2 separate regions of the Macaca mulatta genome follow, and region 2 is linked to region 1. A link is a contact called in public Hi-C data. All regions are on one chromosome and are shown on one strand. The core of a region is the stretch at or near the end of the contact, and the rest is flanking DNA. Distances in the headings are between cores, read along the strand shown.

The links. A called contact is a pair of places that touch in the nucleus more often than the background predicts.
Region 2: a Hi-C map of blood shows a contact between it and region 1, with 4 times the contacts expected there. The contact joins the promoter of TP53 here to the promoter of ACAP1 in region 1. A contact is called at or near these places in 3 of 14 Hi-C or Micro-C datasets (CD4 T cells, blood and liver).

What each region holds. Positions count from the first base shown.
Region 1 is chr16:8,828,866-8,836,026 of T2T-MMU8v2.0, reverse strand. ACAP1 (ArfGAP with coiled-coil, ankyrin repeat and PH domains 1) reads right to left here and starts at 4,769. Exons shown (of 21, transcript XM_077970189.1): 1 at 4,476-4,769.
Region 2 is chr16:9,177,342-9,184,979 of T2T-MMU8v2.0, reverse strand. TP53 (tumor protein p53) reads left to right here and starts at 5,332. Exons shown (of 11, transcript NM_001047151.2): 1 at 5,332-5,394. WRAP53 (WD repeat containing antisense to TP53) reads right to left here and starts at 4,436. Exons shown (of 11, transcript NM_001260926.1): 1 at 4,220-4,436; 2 at 3,702-4,133; 3 at 3,459-3,557; 4 at 3,079-3,190. The coding sequence starts at 4,132.

The DNA.
Region 1 (7,161 bases), core at 3,520-6,019:
GGTCCCTTTGACTGACAAACAAAGAAACCTGATAGTCCAAGTGAGGTGGCTCAGACCTGTAATCCCAACACTTTGGAAGGTTGAGGTGGGTGGATTACCTGAGGTCAGGAGTTGGACATCAGCCTGACCAACATAGTGAACCCCATCTCTTTTTATTTTTCTATTTTTGAGACGGAGTTTCACTCTTGTTGCCCAAGCTGGAGTGCAGTGGCACGATCTCAGCTCACCACAACCTCCGCCTCCTGGGTTCAAGCAATTCTCCTGCCTCGGCCTCCCGAGTAGCTGGGATTACAGGCACCTGCCACCACACCCGGCTAATTTTTTGTATTTTTAGTAGAGATGTGGTTTCACCATGTTGACCAGGCTGGTCTCCAACTCCTGACTTCAGGTGATCCACCTGCCTTGGCCTCCCAAAGTGCTGGGATTACAGGTGTGAGTCACCGTACCTGGACTGACCAAGATCAAATCTTACCATATATCACCATGGGTTGTCTGTGACAAGGGACAAGGATGTTCGCAAATCACTGTGTGAATCTGAGGACTCTGTCTAGTTTTTTCCTTACCGTCTCAGCCCCTCCCCCTTAGATGAGTAAGAAACTTTCATAAGACTGGACTAGTGACAAACTGGGACATCTGTACAATAGAACAGTGCTCAGCAATAAAAAGGAATGAACTGTTGATACGTGCAACAACTTGGATAAACTTCAAGAGCATTAATCTTTTAAAAAATTTGTATTATTTTTAGAGTTGGGATCTCTGTCGCCCAGGCTGGAGTACAGTGGTGGGATCACAGCTCACTGCAGCCTTGAACTCCTGGGTTCAAGGGATCCTCCAACCTTAGCTTCCTGAGTAGCTGAGACTACAGGCACACACCACCACACCTGGCTAATTTAAAAACAAAACAAAGCATTTTTTAGAGACAAGGATCTTGCTATGTTGCCCAGGCTGGTCTCAAGCTTCTGGCCTCAAACAACCCTCCTACCTTGACCTCCTGAGTAGTTGGGATGACAGGCATGAGCCACCACACCCGGCAGGAGCATTATTCTGAGTGGGAGAAAAAAGCCAAATCTCAAAGGGTCACATACTGTATGATTCTATTTATGGAACATTCTGGAAATTACAAAAGTAGAGAGATGGAGAACAAATCAGTGGTTGCTACAGATTAAAGCAGTGTGGGAAGGGTATCGGGTATCACTGTAAAGGAATTCTTTGTGTCCATTTGTATGTGGTGATGGTTAAAGGAATCCATACACGTGATAAAGTGCCATAGAATTATACACAAAAACGCAAAAAAAGAGCATATGCAAAATGTAAAATCGAAGTAGGATCTATAGAGTTTATTTATTTATTTAGAGATAGAGTCTCGCTCTATCGCCCAGGCTGGAGTGCAGTGGCGCGATCTCGGCTCACGGCAACCTCCACCTCCTGGGTTCAAGCAATTCTCCTGCCTCAGCCTCCTAAATTGCTGGGATTACAAGTGCGTGCCACCACACCCGGCTAATTTTTGTATTTTTTTTTTTTTTTTTTTTTTTTGAGACGGAGTCTCACTCTGTCGCCCAGGCTGGAGTGCAGTGGCCGGATCTCAGCTCACTGCAAGCTCCGCCTCCTGGGTTCACGCCATTCTCCTGCCTCAGCCTCCCGAGTAGCTGGGACTACAGGCGCCCGCCACCTCGCCCGGCTAGTTTTTTGTACTTTTTAGTAGAGACGGGGTTTCACCGTGTTAGCCAGGATGGTCTCGATCTCCCGACCTCGTGATCCGCCCGTCTCGGCCTCCCAAAGTGCTGGGATTACAGGCTTGAGCCACCGCGCCCGGCCGCTAATTTTTGTATTTTTAGTAGAGATGGGATTTCACCATGTTGGTCAGGCTGGTCTGGAACTACTCCTGACCTCGTGATCCTCCTGCCTCAGCCTCCCAAAGTGCTGGGATTACAGGCGTGAGCCACTGCGCTTGGCTAGAGTTTACTGGGCTTTTTTGTTTGTTTTTGTTTTTTGAGACGTAGTCTCACTCTGTAGCCCAGGTTGGAGTGTACGATCTCAGCTCACTGCAAGCTCCGCCTCCCAGGTACATGCCATTCTCCCACTTCAGCCTCCCGAGTAGCTGGGACTACAGGCGCCTACTACCACACCTGGATTATTTTTTGTATTTATAGTAGAGACGGGATTTCACGGCGTTAGCCAGGATAGTCTCGATCTCCTGACCTCGTGATCCGCCTGCCTCAGCCTCCCAAAGTGCTGGGATTACAGGCATGAGCCACCGCGCCTGGCAGAGTTTATTGTTAATTGTAATGTGACAATATTAATTTCCTGGTTTTAATAATGTACTAAAGATGTCACCACTGGGGAAACTGGGTGATGAGTACATGAGACCTCTCCTTACTAGTCTCCTGAGTCGATGATTTACTCACAATAAAAAATTCAGGCCAGGTGTGGTGGCTCACACGTGTAATTCTAGCACTTTGGGAGGCTGAGGTGGGAGGATTACTTGAGTCCAGGAGTTCCAGACCAGCCTAGGTAACATAGGGAGACACCATCTCTACAAAAAAATAAAATTAAAAAAAAGCCAGGCATGGTGGCATGTGCTTGTAGCACAGCTACTGGGGAGGTTGAGGAGGGAGGATCACTTGAGCCCAGGAGTTCAAGCATCTGGGACTACAGCTGTGGCCACCCCATCCAGTCCGTTGTTTAATATCATTATTTGTAGACCGGGTGTGGTGGCTCACGCCTGTAATCCCAGCACTTTGGGAGGCTGAGACAGGTAGATCATTTGAGGTCAGGAGTTCAAGACCAGCTTAGCCAACATGGTGAGACCCCATCTCTACTAAAAATTAAAAAAAAAAAAAAAAAAAATTAGCAGGGTGTGGTGGTGCATGCCTGTAATCCCGGCTGCTTGGGAGGCTGAGGTGGGAGAATCGCTTGAACCTGGAAGGCGGAGGTTCCAGTGAGCTGAGATCGCCCCACTGCACTCCAGCCTGGGCAACAGAGCAAGACTCCGTCTCAAATAAATAAAAATAAAAGTATTATTTGTAGAGATGAGGTTTCACCATGTTGTCCATAAAACAATGTTGCCCACCAAATTTGTGACAATTTGGTACACAGCAATAGCCAACTAACACATAGCATGCAAATACATAATGTGTCAGAGGTAAATGTTGCAGAGAAAAGTAAAGCGAAGTAAGGGGAATGAGAGAGCATTTGTGCGTGTATCTGTGTGAACATGCTATTTGATAGAGTGCTCAGGGGACACCTTACTGTCTTGAATGGAAACATTTCACTGGTTTGTCTTCCAGTCAGCCTTTGGGCTCATGGGAGCAGAAATGATCTTGCCCTCCCTGAATGCCCAGGGCCTGGCACAATGCAGGAGGAGCTCAAAAGCTGAACAAGGAAGTCCAAAAGTAAGTCTTTTTTTGTTAAGACAGAGTCTCGCTCTGTCGCCTAGCCTGAAGTGCAGTGGTGCGATCTTGGCTCACTGCAACCTCCGCCTCCCAGGTTCAAGCGATTCCTCTGCCTCAGCCTCCTGAGTAGCTGGAACTACAGATGGGCGCCACCACGCCTGGCTGATTTTTGCATTTTTAGTAGAGATGGGGCTTCACCATGTTGGCCAGGCTGGTCTCGAACTCCTGACCTCAGGCGATCCATTCGCCTTGGCCTCCCAAAGTGCTGGGATTACAGGCATGAGCTACCACGCCCGGCCCAGAAGTAAGTCTTGTTTTCCAAGATCCTGAGCTTCTTGAGGGTACAGAACCACCTTTTTTTGCTTCTCTGGAGTCTCCAAAATATTTCCCCTACACAGTATTCAATAATCCCTGGAACGCATTCTCTGTCTCCAGCTTTCTCCCTGGCCCTACCCCTCTCAACCTAATCCACTCCAGGGTCACCTCTCCATGTCAGGGTCACCTTTTCCAGACGGATCTCCAATTCTGACACGTCGGCTTCCACCATTTCAATAGAGGCTCTGGGAAAGAGGGGGTCATGGGAACAGAGCTTGGGTCGGTCTGGTCTGTCTGCCTCATCAGGCGGGATGGAGCCGCAGGGCGGTGGGTATGGAGGAGAAAGCTGCAGAGTTGAGAGGCTCGCCCCCCACCCGCCCACTTGTGCTCTGCCCGCTCTGCAGACTGGGAGCTACCACAGCCCAGGCCAGAGCAGGAAGGGTAGAAGGAGGGTGGATGTGGCCAGGGCAGGAAGTTGCTAACCGCCCCAGAGCAGGTGCTGGGGGAAGGGCAGGGGTCCCACTGAGAGGCCAGAGGGAATGCCAGCTCTAGGGCTGAGGGAAACTGCAGAAGCCAGAAGGAGCATGCAGGGCCGGAGAGCATTGGAGTACCCTGCTTTGATAGCTGGGGTACCACTTTGGCCCACAGGCTCGCTCCTGCCTCTTGGAGGCCTGCTCCCTGGAAGGAGATCTGGCCTGGGGAAAGGTGTGTGTGTGCTGGGGGTGTTAGACTTTTCCCTCCTTAGCCCCCAGACCAGTTCACACTTACCGGAAACGGGGTGAGTCCTTGAGACACTCCTCGAAATCCAGCTTGACCGTCATCTCAGCTTGCCTGCTGTGGGGCCAGCGGGCCCTGGAGGCCGGACGCCTGGGGATGCAGGTGGAGGCACTTTCTGTCCCAGGAGGTGGAGATGATGGGGAAGGAGAAGAGGGACCTCCACGGGGAAGGGCCTGGGGGGCACAATTCTTTCCCCAAGGGGAAAGGGGTGTCCTAGGAGGAGCTCTCGCCCCACACTTCCAGGCAGTGCTGGGAGGGGCAGGGGTGGGGCCTGGGCGGAGGATGGGGGCCTGAGATCAGAGAAGCCACAGCCCCGCCCTCAGAGGCGATCTGCCAGCTCCTTCCTCTTGGGGCCCTAGCCTCTGTTTCTTTCTCTCTTCTTGGTTGAGTCTTGGGGGCCTGGCAGATCTAGGTTCAAATCCTGGCTCTGTCACTTAGAGGTTGTGTGCCCCTGGACGAGCTCTCCGATTCCTCAGTTTTCTCATCTGGAAGATGGGAATGATAGCCCCTTCCTCCAGGGCTGTATGAAGTGAGGAAAGTGATAGCAGTAAATTCATGCTGGCCGGGCGCGGTGGCTCAAGCCTGTAATCCCAGCACTTTGGGAGGCCGAGACGGGCGGATCACGAGGTCAGGAGATCGAGACCATCCTGGCTAACACGGTGAAACCCCGTCTCTACTAAAAAATACAAAAAACTAGCCGGGCGAGGTGGCGGGCGCCTGTAGTCCCAGCAACCCGGGAGGCTGAGCCAGGAGAATGGCGGGAACCCGGGAGGCGGAGCTTGTAGTGAGCCGAGATCTGGCCACTGCACTCCAGCCTGGGCGACAGAGCCAGACTCCGTCTCAAAAAAAAAAAAAAAAAAATTCATGCTTCACTAGATTGATTGATTGATTAATTAATTATTGAGACGGAGTCTCCCTCCGTCACCCAGGCTGGAGTGCAGTGGCGCGATCTCGGCTCACTGCAACCTCCACCTCCTGGGTTCAAGCAATTCTCCTGTCTCAGCCTCCCGAGGAGCTGGGACTACAGGTGCCTGCCACGGCGCCCCACTAATTTTTCATATTTTTAGTAGAGACGGGGTTTCACCTCGTTGGTCAGACTGGTCTTGAACTCCTGACCTCAGGTGATCCACCCACCTCGGCCTCCCAAAGTGCTGGGTTTACTGGCGCGAGCCACTGTAATCCGCTGGTTCACTAAATTAATTGCATCACTCATTGTCATCCTGCAGCAGCTTGGGCCTTCTCGTGATGCTAGGCTCCTGTGGAGTCCAGTGCCCCGGACTGCTCCCAGCTTTCTTCGCTCTGCCCTCATATTCATAGCTCCTGTGTGTGAACTCCCCTTCCTCCTCCCCTCTCCTCAACGACTGAGCAGGCCCAGCCTGAGCACCCGATTCACAGCTCCCAGACCCTTGCTCTTCTGCTCTTGATCGTCCACTCATAGGGTGGCCAGGAAGGGAAGGTTGCCCCCACTCTGCCCCCAACCAGCCCGTTTCCATTGTTTGCTTTCCTTTTCTTGAGTCCATCGAAGTCCCAGGGTTTCATCTGGAGAGAAGAGTTTGAGTTCATGGCTTTCTTGCAGCAGGCATGGGATCTTGTTCATGTGACCCTGAATCCCCTAGAACCTCCCCACTCAGCTCCTCTACCTCCCTGGCCAGTGCGAGCATCCCCTTGCCTCTGCCCAGGCTTAGTCTGTCAGGCTGTGCTTGTTCTGGCTTGAGGGGTTGGGGTTGCTCCACTCTCCCTTTCTGAACTCCCTGGGCTTTGCCAGCTCAGCCCCCTAGCCACCAGCTGGATACCATTTGAGACTCACTGTCTTGGAAGGACAGAGAAATACTTGGAGTGGGGTGGCGTGGCAGAGAGGAGTTAAGGAGGAGGCGTGGAGCCAGTGGGTGGTGCCAAGCTGGAGGGGGTCTCAACCCCTTCTGAGTCTCCCTGGTTCCTCTCCTGTCCAATGTGGACCTTGGACTCGAGGCTGTTCAGGGCCTCTCCTTCCACCTGTTGCCGATGTACTGGCCTGAAATAATTGGAGGGCTGGGAGATGGGAGCTGGCCAAGAGACAGTCCCACAGAGATAACGGCCTGGTGCCCTCAACAGGCTGCAATGGTGTCACTGTCACCATCAGGGAGCTCTCTGTGGCCTTGTGATCCCTAAAGGGGCCTCCCATGTGGTCCAGTAGGTGGACCTCAGTGCTTACAGCCTTCTCAATCACCTAGGTCAAGCTTGTGGAGCCTAGAATCAGGGATCAGGGCCAGGGTACCTATCAGGCTGTGGGTTCCCAGCCCTTCTGCCCCCTAGGCTGGCCTGCCCAGGCTCTCACCATCCTGATGCTCATCTTCCATGTCCTCCACAAGCTCTGGGTGGGAGCAGGACCTCAGGTATAGTCCTTTGCCATAGTACTCCTTGTGCTGCAGAGCAATCTCCTGCCCCGATATGATGGTGGCCACAGCTGGTGGGGGGAGGCACTGATTTCTGTAGGTGGAGGAATCTGAGGAGTCAACCAAATGAATCCAAGTCTTCCGGCCATCTGGTATATCCGTGCCTCACAGGTGTCTGTCATGGGCCCTCACCAGAGGGGGAGAAGCTCAGGCCCCAGATCCTCGTCTCACTGACTTCTCTTACCCTTCCCATTTGAGAAAAACTTCAGTGACCGCTCCACCTCCCCCCATGGTTGTCTCGGACT
Region 2 (7,638 bases), core at 4,083-6,582, 350 kb before region 1:
CTGCAAGCTCCGCCTCCCGGGTTCAGGCCATTCTCCTGCCTCAGCCTCCCGAGTAGCTGGGACTACAGGCGCCCGCCACCTCGCCTGGCTAGTTTTTTTGTATTTTTTAGTAGAGACGGGGTTTCACTGTGTTAGCCAGGATGGTCTCGATCTCCTGACCTCGTGATCCACCCGTCTCGGCCTCCCAAAGTGCTGGGATTATAGGCTTGAGCCACCGCGCCCAGCCTAGTGGTGTGCACTTGTAACCCCAGCTACTCAGGAGGCTGAGGCAGGAGAATCGCTTGAATCCGGGAGGCAGAGGTTCAGTGAGCTGAGATCATGCCATTGTACTCCCACCCAGGCAACAGCACAAGACTCCATCTCAAAAGAAAAAAAAACATTGGCTATACTTTTCTTCCACCCATCCTGATCAGATTCTGCCTCCATCACTTCCCTGAAAGTGCTCTTGTCAAGGTCACTAATGTCTCTTGGGTCATTCTCTAAATTCGCCTCACTCTATCTCTCAGCAGCATGAATCAGTCTCCACCTCCCTGCGCTGGAGCATTCAGGCACTCAAGGCTCTGCTGGGGCCTTCTCCTCCTCCATCAGCATTCTTTCTTTCTTTTTTTTTTTTTTTTTTTTGAGATGGAGTTTCACTCTTGTTACCCAGGCTGGAGTGCAGTGGCACGATCCCGGCTCACCGCAACCTCCGTCTCCTTGGTCCAAGTAATTCTCCTGCCTCAGCCTCCAGAGTAGCTGGGATTACAGGCGCCTGCCACCACGCCCGGCTGATTTTTCTGTATTTTTAGTAGAGATGGGGTTTCATCATGTTGGCCAGGCTGGTCTTGAACTCCTGACCTCAGGTGATCCACCCGCCTCAGCCTCCCAAAATGTTGGGATTACAGGCATGAGTCACCATGCCTGGTCCCGGATTTCACTCTTGCCCACCCATAAACCATTCACTCTTCTGTTTTAAAACTCTCGGCCAGGCGTGGTGGCTCATGCCTATAATCCCAGCACTTTGGGAGGCCGAGGTGGGCGGATCACAAGGTCAGGAGCTCAGACCAGCCTGGCCAATACAGTGAAATCCCATCTCTACTAAAAAAATACAAAAAAATTAGCCAGGCGTGGTGGCACACGCCTGTAATCCCAGCTACTCGGGAGGCTGAGGCAGGAGAATTGTTTGAACCTGGGAGGCAGAGGTTGTGGTAAGCTGAGATCGCGCCACTGCACTCCAGCCTAGGCAACAGAGTGAGACGCCATCTCAAAAAAAAAAAAAAAAAAAATTAGCCAGGCATGGTGGCACATGCCTATAATCTCTGCTACTCAGGAGGCTGAGACAGGAGAATCACTTGAACCCAGGAGGCAGAAGATGCAGTGAGCCAAGATCACGCCACTGCATTCCAGCCTGTGCAACAAGAGGAAGACTCATCTCAAAAAAAAAAAAAAACCCTCTCTCATGACTTCCCAAATAAACTCCAAATGCCTTACCCATAAGACCCAACACAACGTGGCTGCTCTTCTCTGTCCTCGCCCCGCTATCTCCCTCACTTGCCTCAGTCTGGCTATACTAGCATTCTGGGTTTTTTATTTTGTGTTTGTTTGTTTGTTTGTTTTGAGATGGAGTGCAATGGCTCTCTCGGCTCACTGCAACCTCCACCTCTCGGGTTCAAGTGATTCTCCTGCCTCAGTCTCTCAAGTAGCTGGGATTACAGGCACCCATCATCACATCCAGCAAATTTTTGTATTTTTGTAGAGACGGGTTTTTGCCATGTTGGCCAGCCTGGTCTCGAACTCCTGACCTCAGGTGATCTGCCTGCCTCAGCTTCCCAAAGTGCCGGGATTACAGGTGTGACCCACCGAGCCTGGTCTGTTTTGTTGTTTTTTGAGATGGAGTCTCACTCTGTCGCCCAGGCTGAAGTGCAGTGGTACAGTCTTGTCTGACTGCAGCCTCCACCTCTCCCGAGTTTAAGAGATTCTCCTGCCTCAGCCACACGAGTAGCTGGGATTACAGGCATGTGCCACTACATGCAGCTAATTTTTGTATTTTTAGTAGAGATGGGGTTTCACCATATTGGCCAGGCTAGTCTTGAACTTCTGGCCTCAAGTGATCTGCCCACCTCGGCCTCCCAAGTAGCTGGGATTACAGGTGTGAGCCACCGTGCCAGGCCTTTCTGGTCTTTTAACACACAAAGCTATTTCCCAGTTCTGGGTGTTTATACTATCATTGCCAGTTTCTGGAAAGCTCTTTCCGGAAGTGTTCACTTGACTGACCCCTTATCCTCCTTCAGGTCTTAGTTGAAATGCCTCCTTGTCAGAGAGCTCCTTCCTGACCATTTTATGCAATGTGCTTTCCTCTAGTTAGTCTCTCTTCATTCTGTGTATTTCCTTCAGAGCATTTATTATCATCTTGGTCCTGATGCCTGCTGGTTTACGTATTTGTTGTCTATCTCCCACAGAGAAAGCAAACCAGCCTTTCATCTGTCTTGTCCACCACTTTATCCCAGCACGGTGACTAACATGTATCAGTAGTCAATCAATAAATATCTATAGGCCGGGCACGGTGACTCACGCCTGTAATCCTCACACTTTGGGAGGCCAAGGTGGGCGGATCATCTGAGGTCAGGAATTTGATATCAGCCTGCCCAACATGGCGAAACCCCATCTCTACTAAAAATACAAAAATGAGTCGAGTGTGATGGCATGCACCTGAAGTACCAGCTACTCCGGGGACTGAGGCAGGAGAATCGCTTGAACCCAGAAGGCAGAGGTTGCAGTGAGCTGAGATCGCACTACGGCACTCCAGCCTGGGTTTCAGAGCAAGACCCTGTCTCAAAAAAATAATAAATATAAATACATATATACTGCCACAAGAAATTCACTACTTTTTAGCGAAAAACACAGATTCCTAATTAAAGAAAGGGGAAACGTCTCTCTAAATAACTTCAGAATTCAGGGCAGAAAACGCTACACGTGGAAACATCTTGAAAAACAGTCCCGTTTGTGAACAGGAAGCACTTGGACTACACTTTCTCCATCTCCATGAAGGACTTAAATGTGTAGCACTGAGGAAGAGGCCGAGTTAGCCCCAGTCCTTACCATTTCTGCATATTCCACCTGCTCCCCCTCGTGGTACAGCTCTGGGGGCAGGTTATAAATTCGCAAGATGTTATCAGCACTATTGGTCAAGATGCAGGAACCGTCAGGAGCCCTAGAAACAGGAAAGAGTTACAAAGCTGGCCAGACCTATGCTTTTCAAGTGTAGGTCTAGGGCTGAGCCTACCTCTGGGGTAGGTAAGCCTCCCCTGAATCCTTGAGGGAAGGAGAAGACACACACTGCTAGATAAAATGTAAGTTCAGTCTAAAAGGGCTACGTGCTCCTTCTCCCAGCTCTGGGGCATCCCTCTCCTAGATAACCGGACTGTTCTACGGTGAAAATCTTGGGGGTGGTCAGCTCCCTGCCCCGTTGTTATCCTTACCACTTACAGCCTTTCAAGAAGTTCTCAGGTTGGGTGCTAAACTCTGACCAGGAACCACTGAGAAATCGAGGCAGCTGGGAGAAGCTGTAGTTCCAAGCACTGAAAGGAAGATGGGGGACAACAAACCTGGGTCGCCAAGCAACGGAGGCAGGGGCCTAGAGAAGTGGTTCTGAGGACCAGAGGACAGGTCGACCTCACACTTCATCTCCCCAGACTCCACACTCCACTGCCATCACCACTTACGTGTCTCCCTCGTCCTCTGCAGCGGGTTCCCCAGAGGCATCTTCCATGGCTTCTTCAGACCCCAACTCTGGCCTGTTCGCTTCTTCTTCAGAAAGGCTCCCGTTTGCTTCTTCTGCAGGAAGTCTCGTATTTTCAGAAAGTTCTTGCTCCTCGATTTGAGGACTCAACTCACTAGGAGCACCAAACTCTGTTTCCAGGGGAGTGGAGAGAGAAACTGGGTCCCCCTCCCCTAGCTCCTGGGGCACAGCTGAGCCAGCCACAGGATCTGGGGACAACCGGGGCGGATCCTCCCTTTCGAGAGGCGGTGGCATCAGTTCAGGGTCCGCATTTTTATCCATCGGGGAAGCGTGGGGAGAAGGATGGGCCGGAGCTGGATCCTGGTCTGAGGGACAGCAGTCCGGAGCTAACGGTTGAGTCTCCAAAGTCTTCATACTGCAGAGGAAGCACAGCGGACATTAGCCTCAGCCAGGATGGCTTCGAAGTTCTCAGGGATCCGATGCAGAGCTAATGAAACCCACCTGTGCTTCCCTCCTCTTCTGGGAGGAGGTAGAAGACTCCCGGGAGGAGAGGCGAACAGCGGACGCCAATTTTGAAAGCACTGCGTTCCTTAGCACCGCAGGTCGCTACGAGCCTCTTGCTGTCGCGGGATTTGGGCCCACCTTCCGATTGGGCCGCTGCATCCCGGATCAGATTTCGCGGGCGACCCACGGAACCCGCGGAGCCGGGACGTGAAAGGTTATAAGGTTTCCCGTTCCCATCAAGCCCTAGGGCTTCTCGTGGCTGCTGGGAGTTGTAGTCTAAACTCTTCTATCTTGGGGAGAAGCGCCTGCGCTCCCCCTACCGAGTCCCGCGGTAATTCTTAAAGCACCTGCACCATCCCCCGCCGCCTGCAGAGGGCGCTGCAGGTCTTGCACCTCTTTTCATCTCGTTCTCCAGGCTCCAGACCTTTCTCTCTTCCTTCATTCAAAAAGTATTTATTATCGAGCTCTTACTTGCTACCCAGGACTGATATAGGCACTGAGGAATACAACAATAAATAAGATAGTAGAAAAATTCTATATCCTCATAAAGCTTACGTTTCCATGTACTGAAAGCAATTAACAAATATTTTCAGAGTGATAAGTATTGTGAAGATTAAACAAGATGGTGTGATACAAAGTATGTGGGAGAAAACGTTAGCGTGAGATATTAAGGAAAGCCTTCCTAAAAAATGACATTTTAGCTGTTGAAAAGAAAGGATCCAGCTGAGAGCAAACGCAAAAGCTTTCTTCCCTTCATATTTGACACAGCGCAGGATTCCTCCAAAATGGTTTCCACCAATTCTGCCCTCACAGCTCTGGCTTGTAGAATTTTCCACCCCAAAATGTTAGTATCTACGGCACCAGTTCGGCGAGAATCCTGACTCTCTCTGCACCCTCCTCCCCAATTCCATTTCCTTTGCTTCCTCCAGCGGGCGGATTACTTGCCCTTACTTGTCATGGCGACTGTCCAGCTTTGTGCCAGGAGCCTCGCAGGGGTTGATGGGATTGGGGTTTTCCCCTCCCATGTGCTCGACTGGCGCTAAAAGTTTTGAGCTTCTCAAAAGTCTAGAGCCACCATCCAGGCAGCAGGTAGCTGCGGGGCTCCGGGAACACTTGGCGTCCGGGCTGGGAGCGTGCTTTCCAAGACGGTGACACGCTTCCCTGAGGATTGGGTAAGCTCCTGACTGAACTTGATGAGTCCTCTCTGAGTCACGGGCTATCGGCTCCGTGTATTTTCAGCTCGGGAGAATCGCTGGGGCTGGGGGTGGGGCAGTGGGGACTTAGCGAGTTTGGGGGTGAGTGGGATGGAAGCTTGGCTAGAGGGATCAACATAGGAGTTGCATTGTTGGGAGACCTGGGTGTAGATGGTGGGGATGTTAGGACCATCCGAACTCAAAGTTGAACGCCTAGGCAGAGAAGTGGAGCTTTGGGGAACCTTGAGCCGGCCTAAAGGGTACTCCTTTGCCCATCTACCCGTTGCTAGGCGTAGGGAATCCCTGAAATAGAAGATGCACAAAGCATTGAGATCTGAGACTTTTGGATCTCGAAACATTGAGAACTCATGGCTGTATATTTTGGAGCCCATGGCATTCTAGTGAAACCTCGGGCTCCATTCCGAAATGATCATTTGGAGGTGATCCGGGGAGCCCAAGCTGCTAAGGTCCCACAACTTCCGGACCTTTGTCCTTCCTGCAGCGATCTTTCCAGCCAGCCCTTGGCTCCGCTAGATGGAGAAAATCCAATTGAAGGCTGTCAGTCGTGGAAGTGAGAAATGCTAAACGAGGGGTTTGCCCGCCAGGCCGAGGAGGACCATCTCAATCTGAGAGGGCCGGCAGCCCTGTTATTGTTTGGCTCCACATTTACATTTCTGCTTGTGGCAGCAGCATTTCCGGTTTCTTTTTGCCGGAGCAGCTCACTATTCACCCGATGAGAGGGGAGGAGAGAGAGAAAAAATGTCCTTTAGGCCGGTTCCTTTTACTTGCAGAGGGAGGCTGCTATTCTCCGCCCGCACTTTTTTTTTCTGGATTACTTGGTTATGGCCTTTGCAAAGGCAGGGGTATTTGTTTTGATGCAAACCTCAATCCCTCCCCTTCTTTGAATGGTGTGCCCCACCCCGCGGGTCGCCTGCAACCTAGGCGGACGCTACCATGGCGTGAGACAGGGAGGGAAAGAAGTGTGCAGAAGGCAAGCCCGGGGGGTATTTTCAAGAATGAGTACATCTCATCTTTCCGGAGGAAAAAAAAAAAGAATGGGTACGTCTGATAATCAAATTTTGAAAGAGTGCAATAATGGATCGTTTGATAATCTGTCGGAAAAACAATCTACCTGTTATCTGGCTTTGGGCTAGGCCATTCCAGTTCCAGACGCAGGCCGAACGTCGTGAAGCGGAAGGGGCGGGCCCGCAGGCGTCCGTGTGGTCCTCCGTGCAGCCCTCCGACCCGAGCCGGTTCTTCCCGGTAGGAGGCGGAACTCGAATTCATTTCTGCCGGTTACCCATCTCTTAGCTCGCTGTTGTTTCATTCCGCAGTTTCTCCCCATGCACCTGCCGCATACCGGGCACTTTGTGCCGTACATACGTCATCTTTTTCCTAAATCGAGGTGGCATTTACACACAGCGCAGTGCACAGACCAAGTGTACAGGAAGATGAGTTTTGGCCCTAACCACTGCGTGATGCCTACCAAGTCAGAGACCCATTTCATCGTCCCAGAAGCGTTTCATCGCCCCTCTTCCCAGTCGATTCCCGACCCCACCTTTATTTTGATCTCTATAACCATTTTGCCTGTTGGAGAACTTCATATAAAATGGAATCAGGCTGGGCGCGGTGGCTCACGCCTGCACTTTGGGAGGCTGAGGCAGGCGGATTACTTGAGGATAGGAGTTCCAGACCAGCCTGGCCAACATGGTGAAGCCCCGTCTCTACTAAAAAATACAAAAATTAACTGGGCGTGGTGGGCGCCTGTAATCCCAGCTATTCGGGAGGCTGAGGCAGGAGAATCGCTTGAACCCGGGAGGCAGAAGTTGCAGTAAGCCAAGATCGTGCCACTGCACTCCAGCCTGGGCGACAAGAACGAAACTCTGTCTCAAAAAAAAAAAAAAATCATACATTATGTGCTCCTTTTTGTCGGCTTCTGTCCTTCAATGTGCTGTCTGACATTCGTTCATGTAGTTGTATATATCAGTATTTTGCTCCTTTTCATTTAGTATAGCCCATCGATTGTATATCCGTTCTTTTGATGGCCTTTTGAGTTGTTTCCATTTGGGGTTATGAAATAAAGCTGCTATAAACATTCTTGTACAATTGTTTTTGTGATCATATGTTTTTGTGTTTCTTGGAGAAGTACTTAGGAGGGGAATTGCGAGTTTGGAAATAAAAAGTAGATGTATTTTGAACTTTATCAGAAGCTCTGAGTTTTCC